2 separate regions of the Mus musculus genome follow, and region 1 is linked to region 2. The links are chromatin contacts, called in public promoter capture Hi-C maps. All regions are on one chromosome and are shown on one strand. The core of a region is the stretch at or near the end of the contact, and the rest is flanking DNA. Distances in the headings are between cores, read along the strand shown. Region 1 holds the start of Hhatl (hedgehog acyltransferase-like). Region 2 holds the start of Ss18l2 (SS18, nBAF chromatin remodeling complex subunit like 2).

Region 1 (6,276 bases), core at 881-3,380, 82 kb after region 2:
ACAGACTCCCGGAAGGCCTTCCTGTGGGCCCCATCTGAGAACAAAGTGTAGCCTATGAGTAGGGGCCGCATATATGCCTTCCCTGGGCCACCCCACCTGAGGAGGGAGAAAGGGGGGCTTTCTGGGCTGCAGGGGTCTTTGAAACTGTGCCCAATCCGGGGCCTAGAGGATCCTCAGGGTCTGCAGCCTCCAAGATTCTGGCCTGTTGGTCAGAACTCTGAGGCTTTCCAAGCTCCTGTCCCAGACCCCCCTCTTCCCCCCGTTACCTTGTGATGCCTCCAGGAGACCTCGGCCGGCATAAGCCAGGGCACCGCTCAGCACCAGTGAATAGAGGCCGAGCTCAGCTGCAGGCAGTGCTGTCTTGATGCCCATGGCCTGGAGAGGGCTGAAGGAGAAGCATGAGTGAGAACCCCCAGTCCCAGCCTTGCCTCGCCTCCCCTGGTGGACCCTCTGAGGAGACTGGTCCACTCAGCCATCCCCTGGGGATGCTGTCAGTAAATCTACCCCCCCCAACACACCCAGACACCTTCTTCCTTTCCTCTGCAGCTCTCAATCTTGCTTCCTTTGAAGATTCTCCAAAGCCCAGACTTCGCACAGACTAGCTTCCTCTCCTTCATACCTCTCTGATGGGCTGACAAGTTTGGGACACCAAACTGTTCCTGCAAGACTTCCCCAACCATGGGGTCTTTCCCATGGTGGAAGACTCTGTCAGTTCTCCCGTCTCACAGTGAGCCTCTCTTAACCTCAGCAAAGCCCTGCCCACGAGGTCCCCTGAGATCCCGTGAACTCCTCTAGCACTAACTTCCCAGACTCGCTCAACTCCGGGCTCTGCTGACTCCATTCCTCCGCCAAGCCGTGAGTCTGTTTTATCTCAGGTCCCTGCCTGTGTTCACCCACTGTCCCCCTTGAAGTGCTGTGTAGTCTAAGCTCTTGCTGCAGGCTGGATGTTGGGCTCTTTGAGGCCCCAGAGTGGCCAGAGCTGGACCAGGCAGGGCCAGGCAGCAACTGGGAGGGTGCTGGCTGCTGTCCAAGGTGCTGACTGGTATCAAGTCCAGGATGTGTCTGGTCACTCCCTCTGGCTACCCTGCTGGGCCATCCCTGGGGTCTGGGCCAGTACCTAAGCCCCTCCCACCCTCTTCAGCCTGGCCGCCAGTCTTCCAGTGGTTGCTTAGGTCCAGACCTGGAACCGAGGGAAAGGGGAACACGGTGCAGTGCCCTTTTGGAGATGGGTAGGGTCACCCCATCTCTCCCAACCCAAGATCTCCCAGTTGCAGATCTGTCTCCTCCAGCCCTGTAGTTGGGGCTCTGGGAGGCCGCTCCTTGCTACACTGACAGAGAGGTGTGGGTCACAAAGGGTCAGGGACCCGGGAGGCCATCCAGTGAGCTTCTCTGAAGGGCAGGTGCTCCTGGTGAGTCCCGGCTCAGACCAGACCACGCTGGCCCTGCTCGCTCCCGGCCTGGCCCTCCTGAGCAGCCTCTGCACTGTGGCTGGAGGGCTGAGACACCTCTTCATCGGCAGGGTGGGGGAGGGAAGCACAGGATCAGGTTAGTGGAGCAGGAGAGTGAAACCGGAGCGGATGAAGAGCGCACAAAATAGCTGTGTCAGCTGCCTCCCACTCGCCACTTTCCAATTTTAGCTCCCCATGGCCGGTGGGGAGTGTCCCCAAAGAGGCCTCAGCAAGGGGTTGGCCCCCAGCCTGGGGCCCCTCCTGATGGACCCCTGGACCTGTGCTGACTGTGGACCTGGGCGCCCTTTGCCCAGCACTTGGCTCAGGTGCACCTGGAGTGAAGCCCACCTTGGGGCTCGTGGTCTGGGATGAGGGTTCTGAGCTGAGTCCCACAGACCTCAAAGGCTCCAAAGGGCTGCACACCCAACTTGCACTGACCTTGAAGAGGCTGCGAGGAACCCTGGCGCGCTGCCCACCTCAGGGCTCCGGGGTCTTGAGTCCGACCGTGAGTCTGTCCGGCTGGCTGAGCTGTGGGGCTTCGATGGGGTGTGTCCAGCTCTGGGGTCCCCACCCCCTGGAGGCTAGAGCGGTGAGTGGTGACAGCCGGAGGTGGGGGGGGGGGGAGGAGGTGGCCTTCCTGGAGTGGAGCAGACCGTTTGTGGAGCAGAGCCGAGTGCTGCAGTGCACTTGGCCACAGGGAGCTGCGGGGAGTGGCAGGGAGGATGTGGGGGTGATGAGAGGGAGAGGAGGTTTCTGGGGACACAGGCTCAGGCAGGGGCACCTGGGCCTCACTTGACCTCCCTCTCCTCAGCCCTGGAAAGCCTGTGCTTCTCTTTGTGCGGTGCCAGGATCTCTTCTTCCAGGAAGGCCTCCAGGCAATCTCTGCAGAACTCTGGTCAGCCCTGCTCCCACTGCCTGGGCACCCATATACTGTATGTGCAGGCTTGCACACCTGGGTTCTGTGAACTCCAGCCACAGCCTTTACCTGTGACCCCTCAAGGGTGCCCAGGGCAGGTCTACCTAGTTCCCACCCTGCGCCTCCATCCTGACAAGAGCCTGGGCTAGACAGGCACGGGTGTTAGGGCAGGGCTAGCATTTCTGGTAGAATTGGTACTGGCAAGGACCATGGTGCTGGAGGCTCCAGGGGTGACATCAGGGTCACCTGGAATGGATGGTGTCCTCTTAGTGGCAGGCAAGAAGCCCTCATGTGAAATCCGTAAGCACCTGAGGCCCGCTGGGCAGGGCCCGGGAGATCTCCACTCTTGAGTCTTCCTCTGGGGTGAGATCCCCACAGTAGAGGGGTCAGGATGTGTGGCTGCTCTCACGTGCGAGGGCTCAAGGAAAGGCCCTGGGACCTCCCATATAAGCTCACTTGAGGATGGACAGGGCAGAAGGTATGCCTCTACCCAGGAGGGTCCTGTAAAAACCCTGGGAAGTTAGGCCATGAGCTTCCTCCCAGGAATGCAGACACGTGGGCCCAGAGGACACAGCTGAGAGGGCACTACACATACTCTCCTGAGTGACTGAGAAGCCATGATGCTGGCCTCCGACCCTGAACAGGGTTGGGCAGGGGTTTGCAGTGGAGGGGCTGTCTGCTGCTGTGACTGGGATCCGGATGCTAGAGGAGGCTGGGATCAAAGGATGAGGGGAGGTTAAGCAAGGTTCTGGCTTTCTGGGCAGGTGTGGTTGACACCAGAGCAGTGTGTTGAGGCACAACTAGTAGCTATCATGGATAGTAAATAATAATAGCCAGGACGTGGGAAGAGTAACTCTCTTTAATGTCCCCACAGTCCACAAGGACTGTCTCCAGTTGGTAGAAAGAAAACTGAGGCCTAAGGTGAAATAGTCAAGGTCAAATCCAGTAGCCTCTGGGAGGGACTGCCCCACAGGGGGAGACCTCAGTCTATCCACAGCAGAGCAGGTGAGGCCCCGTGAGCAGGCCACGCACTTGGTGTGCTGTGTAGCAGTGTCCTCTGAGATGAGACATTTTATCCTCAGGGAAGGAAGCTCCTCATGACTAAGGAAGTAGACAACTCAGAAGCTTCAGCAAGTCCCCGAAACTGACCAGATACACTAGACCCCACCCTTCCCAATTTAACTGTAAGGGCTGCTGAGACGCCCTGTAAGGGCACCAAGACACCTGGAAGGGACTTAGGTCAACTGAGCCACCTGGAAGGGAAACTCTTGAACACGCTGAGAGGCCTGCAGGCTGTGCAATGTGCTCTAGGCTTCCAGCTTTGTGAGCTGTCACTGTGCTGGGGTGGCTTTGGTGATGCAGCTGTCCCTGAGTCATTTCTGCTCCTGTAACCCCTCACCCATATTCCTGTAAGCAATCCCAATAAAACTCACTGCTTTACCAAGTTGGACTTTGGTGGTGTCCTTATTTGGTCAGTTCCCTCTGGGGCGAGTAGACATGTTTGAGTCTCTCCAGGAGAGGTGCCACTGAACATGACACCCTCAGGAGGTGCTAAGGGTGAAAAGTTGAAGCCACTGTTTTGGGGCCTCTGATTTTCATTTATTATCTGGGTTTCTTGCTCTTGAGGGATCCAGTGACTCATCCTGTGGGCACAACTCATTGCTCACAGAGGTGCTAGGGAGCCAGACCCCGAGGCAGGGCCACTCAGGAATGGCCCTCTCCCTGGTGAACCTGACACTGCAGCACACAGGAAGGTGGCCTGTGTGAGGTCAGGAAGAGGGGTAGAGACTGGTGAGCCCTCCACTTGTGCCGGAGGCTGTAGGGTGGGGCACTGGCCCAACAAACAAGGGACTGGAAGCTGACTGGGCCGAGACCTGCCTGCACTGGACTGGGAGCTACTTCCTGCCACCTCAAGGCTCCATGAGAAAGTTGTGAAGAGGGACGGCCAGGGCTCTTTGGCTCAGCCTTTTGTATGTTGCTTCCTAACATAAATGTGGGCAAGTGTCCTGGGTGTGCTGAGCAGTGCATGCTGGGTGGCGGCTGGGTATGGTAGCTATGTGCATGCTATGTAGTGTAGGAGTCTGAGGTACATGTGGAGGGGATTTTGGCTCACGGGGACTTGATGTGAGACAGGCTGCTTTGGGATACTCCCACTAGAAGCCACCTTGTCCTGGACTCTCTGGGGATGGGGAAAGGGCCTGGTAACAGTGGAGTCTGTTTGGGTCAGCTGGAGACAGCTACCTTACCCAGCTGGTGCCCAGGGAGCTCATCTGCCTTACCTCACCTCTGTGCCTGGAGACACTGCTCAGCAAGTGTGTGTTGACTTAAGAGGGAGAATACAGAGACTGGGCACTTACTGAGTGTTTACTGTGTACTGGTTGCTGCCCAACACACACTGAATGTCCTAGCTCAGTGTGTGCTGGGCAGTGAGGGACACTGGGAATCTGGTCTACCTCAGCCAGCAGAGGTGGGGGATGGGCCCTGGCACAAAGCCCCATATAAATTGTTTGAGGTTGCCTGGAGGTGTTATAAACTATACTCAAGGGCCTTTAAGTCCAGCTCCTGCAGGAGCCAGCATATGTCAGGACTGCCCATGCAGACAAATCTCTGTAAGATGCCAGCTCACCCCACAGGGTACAAATGAAACCCACTATGGCATCTGGCAGCAGGACCTCTTCCCCTCCTACTCTGTGGAACCGTGAAAGGCAGCCTGTTTTCTGGTAGAGTGAGACTTATTCCAGAGACCCAGCAGAAACTCTATAAAGGACAGAACAGTGAGCCATGTGCCCAGACAGACATAGGCACCTGACACACAGAGCCCCCAACTTCATAATCTTGTGACTATCAGTCATGCAGACAAAGTCCCAAGCTCCTGATATCCTGGCTAGACTCCACTCCCACAGTTAACCAGGCAATGCTCCTCCCCACAGGTACCCTGCGACTGCAAGATAGCCCAGCCCACTATAAAAGGGTCTGCTTGGCCCCTCCTCACTCTCTTAAGCTCTCACCTCTCGTATTTTCATCTCTAGCTTTCTCTCTCCCCCTCCCTTCCCCTCTCTCTCCACGAGGCCATGGACAGCTTCTCTCTCTTTCTACCTTCTTTCTTTCCCCCTTACTTTCTTTCTATAATAAAGCTCTAAAATCACACACAGTCTCTGCTCATCAAGACCCGCCATGCTTGAATGATGGAATAGGCCTTCCCCTAAAGAGCCGAGTCTAACCTCCCACCGGAAGGCCTTCCTGTGCTCCAGCCATGGACCAAGGGCTCGCTCTCACCCTCATGGGGACCACCCAGCACCCCCTCTTCCCCTGCCTTCTTCTCCCTTCAGCCCTGGGGCTGACTGAGCTGCCCCCAGGGCCCTCACTTTGTTCTCAGCTCTTCTGAAACATACAGAAATGTCTGAGATGCCCAAGACTGAGAACCTGTTGTCTCTGGCCTCTGTGAAGCCCAAAGACCCCAGACTGCTCACTCTCTACCCCGGAGGACTGGGGTTCCGTGGCTTCCCACAGTCAGATGCTCACCTGGGCGGCATAGAGAACGTGCCGCACTCCCCTGTGTTCGCCCACCCAGAGTACCAGAGCTCTGGCAGGACGTGGGTTCTCTCCCACTGCCCGACACCACTCTCTCCCTGGCATGGATGAAACCAGCCTACGGACACTCGTCCTTGCACAGAAGTCATTAGCAAGATGACTTACTCTGAATGGCCCTCCAAACAAGGTTTCTAGTGCTGTCCCACTTCAGAGATGAAGGTAGATGAGATTGAGGTAGAGAGAGTAAATGATCTGCCCAGAGCCGAGCTACTTTTGAGTGGGGTGAAGCTGCATGGCTCCCAGCTATGGTTCAGACCTGCACAAGCCAGGGCTCCTCCCTCCAGCTGCCCAGGAGAGGGGCCACAGCAGGCATGCATCCCT
Region 2 (6,069 bases), core at 1,769-4,268:
TCATCCACATACATCTAAACAAAATGTTTATAAAGCAAAAATACATCTAAACACAATGTTTATAAAGCAAAAATAAAGAACTTCAGGCTGGCATGTGGTGCCAGTGAGGGGATGTTTTCGAAGCATGCATGCATGGGAGTGTTTGTGGAGCATGCATGAGTGAAGCGTCGACCGACTTCTGTCCCCAGCACCGCAACCACATCTGGAGCCTCAGCACTCAAAAGATACAGATGGGAGAATCAGAAGCACAAGGTCATCGTTTGAGAGACACTGTCTTAAAACCAAAATAAATGAACAAGATCTTTTTTAATGTGACGAAGCCTTGGGATATTAGTATCTGAGACGTGAGTGATTTAGATAGAATGTTCCTTCACCTTCTGTCTGGCACACCTGGTGAGTCTTAGGCTCTACCATAGAATATAATGGGAAATGGGTAAGGTGTAGTGCCTAAGATCCCAGCCCACATCTACAATCACTGACCACTCATGGCCACTGTCCCCTCCGGAGGCTTTCCATTCCAAGCAAGCTTTTCAGCTCTCCACCCCCACTACCTCTACATCTCCACAGACAGCTTTCATGTCCAGTTATTTATAACTTTAGACATTTGATCTCTGCCCTCCCCTCCGGCTCATTTGCTTCCTCCCTCCTGCACTGTCCACCGTGCCTCTACTTTGTTCCATTCAGTAATTCTTTTTAAATGTCCACTTCGTTTCCCATGGGTTGGAAGTCCAGGGATGATCACATCTATCACACTGTTTCTGACACACTGACACCCTTGCGAGTCATCCTTCCGTCTACCACCAGTGTCCTCCCTGGCTGTAAATGCTGCCACACATGGATCTGTACACACACAATGCCAGCCTCAGTCAGGTCCTTTATGCACCCAGCAGGTGCCCAGTCAGTTCTCACCCAGCCTTCCCAACACCCAGTTCCAAATCTCCCTTGTGCCCTTCCCTTACCTCCCACTCTTTGACCCCTCTCTGCCCTCCCAGGCACCTCTGTCATTGAAGAACAAGTAACAATGAAAGTGATAGGCGTTAGTTGCTGGCAACTCTTTACCCAGCATCCTACATTTTCTTTATCCTCTTTGCAGCCTAACCTCCTGGGAAACTCAGTTAACGACTGAATATTCACTGCCTCTTCCCACCACGTCTAAGCACCCTGCAATTCTGACTTCTGCCTCTATGGCATCAAAGACCTAGTCTTACCTTGTCTGCTCAGCACTTGGTTACTCCTGAGTCACTCTTTTCTTTAAGTCCTACCCCCTCCCCCCAACACATACACACACACAGTTCCCTGGTTTTAGTCTCTTTCCCCTCCTATCTCTTCTGCAACTTCTTTTCCTCTGCATAAGGGAAACCACCACACTCTCCTTGGGCAGACTTATCTACCACATGATTGGAAGCAGTTTGCCCAAGTGATGTTTATCACAGCTCTGTCCCTCCAGACTTCATTCATGCTTCCAGACCCAAATACCCATGAACTTCAGTATTTTCACATGGGATAACCTCAGACTACATTTCTGTTGCCTTCGGTCCAGCTCCCCCTCCCCCACAGCATGTTCCCTGATTCCATAAATGGCATCATGAATCTCTCAGATGCCAAACCCAGAACTCCCACTCACCATCCCTAGTTCCTCCTGCATCTTCCTCTCCATTCAGTCACTGAGGCTGACCAGCTCTCCTTCCTCAAGTGTACATTTCTCTCACAGTATCCATCTCTTCTGGGCTGCTCACCCGCAGTCATCCTCTAACTGCTCTTCCTCGAACCCAACCTCCTTTCCACCTTCATCTTATCACTGCCAAGAAAGTTTTCAGGCATTACCAGTCTTCTGCCCAAGACCATCCGTAGTTCCCACTGCCTCCTGGAGAAAGTCCAGGATTGAGTCCTCCCAGCCCCCTGATATCCACACCTATACGCTGAGACTTCTTCCCCACCTCCCCCACACACACATCTGTGCCTATTTGACACCACCTCCTGCCGAAATCAGTCCTCCACTCTAAATGGGAATTACTGAGGGTAGAGTGGTACTAAGCAAGGTGTGCACCCTGCTCTTGATGACCCCACTCTGCCCATCCTGTCTTCTGTAGAATCTCTGGGAGGGACTGATGTGTGAACTTGAGAAGTAAGAATCTCTGAGTCCAACCCCACACAGACAGGTCACCCCAACTTCTCTTATTGGATCTTCATGCCTAGAATGAAGGGAAAGCTGCTGCCTTAAACACCTAAATGAGGGTGGGCAAACCCGTTCTAGGGCAGAGAAACAGAACTCCAGGGAGTTCTCTAGATCTTCCCTCTAAATGAAGGTGTAAGGTGATGGTCATCATTGGCAATAGGACTCGGGAAAATGCATCTATTTTCTGTTCTGTAAAGTGGAGAAAATGCTAGTACTTTTTAGGGTGGCAATAAGCAATACGACTTCATAGTAAATGTTTACTTCTGTGTTACACCTGTGTTTGCCACATGTATTTGAGTGCCTGTGCAGGCCCGAAGAGGGCATTAGATCTGCTGGAGCTTAAGTTACAGGTGGTTGTGAGCCACTCGAAATGGGGAGGTTGGGAATCAAACTCTGGTCCTCTGGAAGAGCAGGCAAGGGGGCTCTTAACCACTGACCCCGGCCTGATACGCTGGTTTTAAAATTTTTTTATTGCCTAGAAAGAATCTAGACACACTCATGTATCTTTCAGGATAAGAGAACAGCTAATATCAGTGCTTTCCGGTTTGATCTGACTGGAAGGAGCCTCTCAGTTCCCACTGTACTAGAACTAGAAGGGTTTGGGACAGGAGAGCCAGGCTGAGAAACCAGCCAGCTCTTGGCCATCAATCATCAGCAAAGTCCCGCCCCCAGAGTAGCGTCATAGACTCTGCAAGAGCAAGCAAGAGCTTGCTCGCGCGTCCAATCACAGGTGACGCCCCCGCGTCGCACCCAATCAGCGTCGAGTCTCTAACACCCCCGCCTCCACGCGGGGCGGTGTAGGCTTGCGTCAGCAGCGCGCGACTCGGGGGCTCCCGAGCTTTTTTTTTTTTGCAGCATGTCTGTCATCTTCGCTCCTGACTGGCTACGCGGCAAAGCCAAGGTCAATCAAGAGACAATCCAGCGGGTGAGCGACCGAGAGCCGGAGATTTGGTGCAGGAGCTTCCTGCAGGGGCCGGACCGTGGTGGGGACAGCCTGTGGGCCGGGGAAGGAATGGGAGCAGGGTCAGCTCGGCGCCTGCCCCGGACCTCCAGCTGAGAGCCCCCTGCATTTCTTCCTCGCCCGTCTTTCAGCTCCTGGAGGAGAATGACCAGCTGATCCGCTGTATCGTGGAGTATCAGAATAAGGGCCGAGCGAACGAGTGCGTCCAGTAAGTGCCACTGGGGACGCGCGGCAGCCTTGGGTGACAAACCGACGAGAAAGGGGAGGTGCGGAAGAGGTTACTTGGCTTGAGTGGTGCTGCATGCCTGTAATCTTTGCACTGGGCAGGTTGCGGCCGGAGGATGGCCTGTGCTCCGCCCTCTAAAGGTTATTTACTTACTACTCAAATCCATATTGACAGTTTATGGTAAGAACCTGGAGTTAGTCAGGGTTTCACACAAAGCCCTGTCAGCTGGTGACAGAGGAAAGTGTCTCAAAGCTAGGCTCCGTGAGAGCCTTGGTCTCTTTATTCGTGGATTTCACTTCCATCCCCCAAAAGTAATCAGGCCATTTTGTTAACCAGCACTCAGTCAGTCTGTGGGAGATACGACCAAAAAAGGGATTTCTACGTTAAACCAGATGTCGGAATGGGAAGAAACAGAATCTGAGACCCTTTTCTAAATTTGGTCCAAGAACTAGGTCCCATTTCTTATAGACAATGCGGTATCGTTACTTAAGTATTTTTAACACCCCCCCCCTTGCCTCTTAAAAAGTCACTTACAACCATTCTCTAAGCATCTTAATGGAACAGCAGAATTGCCATTTTGCGGTGTTTATGTTTGACTCCAGCATTTGAGGTTTGCCTTTTTACATTTTAAACACGTTCTCATGTTTAGAAAATGCCTGCAGACATGCTTTTTGGTATACTGACTCTTGTGCAAAGATACAAAGGTCCTACAAATTTATTCTGTTTCTTCACATTGTGAAGGTCGAACTTCTCAAGTCTAATGACTTCCTGAATGGGCAGCAATTGACAGTGGCTATGTCATGTGCTTACTTTGGTCATACAAGGGCCTCCTTTATTCTAATCCCCCCCACCCCCCACAAATGCACAAAGGTTTCCCTGTGTAGCCCTGGCTGTCCCAGTACTTGCTCTGTAGTCCAGGTTGACTGTGAAGTCAGAAATTCCCACTGCCTCTGCCTCCCATGTGCTGGGACTAAGATGTACCACCACACCCAGCAGTGGTACTACAGACAAGGAGGCATTGTATGGTGAATAGGAAACACGAGATTCCTACTCTCTGTGGAGCTGACATTCTAGACTCTAGTACCAGAGTGGAGAAATAAAATAGACATGTAAGAATATGTGCTTTAAATGGAATAAAGGCAGGGCATGCCTGTCATGTATAGGAAGCCCTGGGTTCACTTTCTAGCACTGCAGAAATCAGGTAGGGTAAGTAGAAGACAGGGTGCAGAGTGTCCTTCATGAGGTAACATTGAGAGAAGCCTGAGCCCCAGAAATAAATAAGGCAGGCCAAAGGTGCTGGATATCCTCAGGCATACCGAGGAGGCCCCTGTGTTCAGATCTCAGTGAAGGGAAAGCCACAGGAGATGAGGACACAGAAGTGACTAGAGACCCCGTCACATAAGACCTTGTAGGAATGTGATGGCATCTTTAAGGGTTTTAGAACAGTTACATTCCAGGATCCTGATTTAAACTGCTGTCATCACTCCAGCTCTGTAGAATACAGCGGGGCTGCAATATAGGAGATGAGGAGACTGCTGTTGTAGTCCAGGCCAAAAAGGCATAGTTGTTTGATCTCGAGGGGCAGATGTGGGAGTGAAAATGGCCGAGATTCTAAGTTTAACGAGGTTGGGAAAGCCTGGTGTGGTGGTATACTTGGGGAGCCAGAGACAGATGGATCTCCTGACTTTGAAGACAGCCAAGGCTATAGTAAGACCATTTGGTTGATGACCTGTGACACTGAGTCAGAGGGAAAGCTGTTCTGCCTCAGTGGGTTTAATTAGTCTGCCTGGTGAATAAAAACAAGCATCTAATTTCTGTTTTTCACCCATAGGTATCAGCATGTGTTACATAGAAATCTCATTTATTTAGCTACCATCGCAGACGCCAACACAAGCAGTCTCACAAAGGCAGTGGAGTAGTTTTCCAGAAGGCTGTAATGAGGACTGATTGGAACCCATCTCCTGGGAATCAGAGAGCTGCTCAGAACATGGGCAAAAAGTCCCATTCATTTTAGACTGTGAAGAAACTCGCTACCAACTCTACTGTATTCTGACTATAAATATTTATTAATAAAACAGATCCCACGGTAGAACCTGAGGACCTGCGAGGACCTGAGGTGTATGACAGCGGTGTCATTGTCAACAATAGTGATTATCTGATGACATGTAATAAATGATACACGTCCGTCCTCAGTGTCCCATGTCAACTAATTACATCTTCACACAGCCCTATTTTCTCCTTTCTTTCACCTCTTTTCTTCTCCTTAAATAGTTATAAACTGTTAAAGTCTCTTTTCAGGGAGAGAAGTTGAAATAAGTACTCCTGCTAGAGGCCCACGCAAAGGGTGCATTCAATGCTGAGAGGCAAAAGGAAGGAAAAAATAACAACCAGCCCCAGGCACACCTAGGAGGTGTAGGCAGGACGTCAAGTCAATCGGGCTACATGAGCCCCCCCAAAAAGGAAAAATGTTTTTGTTAGCATATATATAATAGCTTAATGACATTTTCACACATGTATATAATGTGTCTGGTCACATTCACCCCCATTACTCACTCTTGTTCCCTTCCTGCTTAAAATCTTGATACACAACATGGATGCAATGTAAAGATACTTTGCTTTTATACTGTGAAACCAGCCAGCCATAAAGGAAAGACCGTATCTGCTTGCTTTCAGTTGCTGTCATACAACACCATGATGACAAGCATC

What was found. Capture Hi-C pulls out chosen DNA fragments and counts their contacts.
Region 1: a promoter capture Hi-C map of pancreatic islet shows a contact between it and region 2. The contact joins the promoter of Hhatl here to the promoter of Ss18l2 in region 2. A contact is called at or near these places in 4 of 39 promoter capture datasets (the 3T3-L1 cell line, 3T3-L1-derived adipocytes, the HPC-7 cell line and 1 more), 4 of 115 datasets of contacts at active chromatin or transcription factors (the 230-238 cell line, embryonic stem cells, epiblast stem cells and 1 more) and 2 of 9 other capture datasets (adipose tissue and pancreatic islet).

The regions. Positions count from the first base shown.
Region 1 is chr9:121,790,377-121,796,652 of GRCm38.p6, forward strand. Hhatl (hedgehog acyltransferase-like) reads right to left here and starts at 2,131. Exons shown (of 12, transcript NM_029095.2): 1 at 1,887-2,131; 2 at 267-385; 3 at 1-34. The coding sequence starts at 372. It also overlaps a transcript of Klhl40 not described here.
Region 2 is chr9:121,707,371-121,713,439 of GRCm38.p6, forward strand. Ss18l2 (SS18, nBAF chromatin remodeling complex subunit like 2) reads left to right here and starts at 3,019. Exons shown (of 3, transcript NM_026794.2): 1 at 3,019-3,101; 2 at 3,269-3,345; 3 at 5,195-5,551. The coding sequence starts at 3,033. The coding sequence ends at 5,282.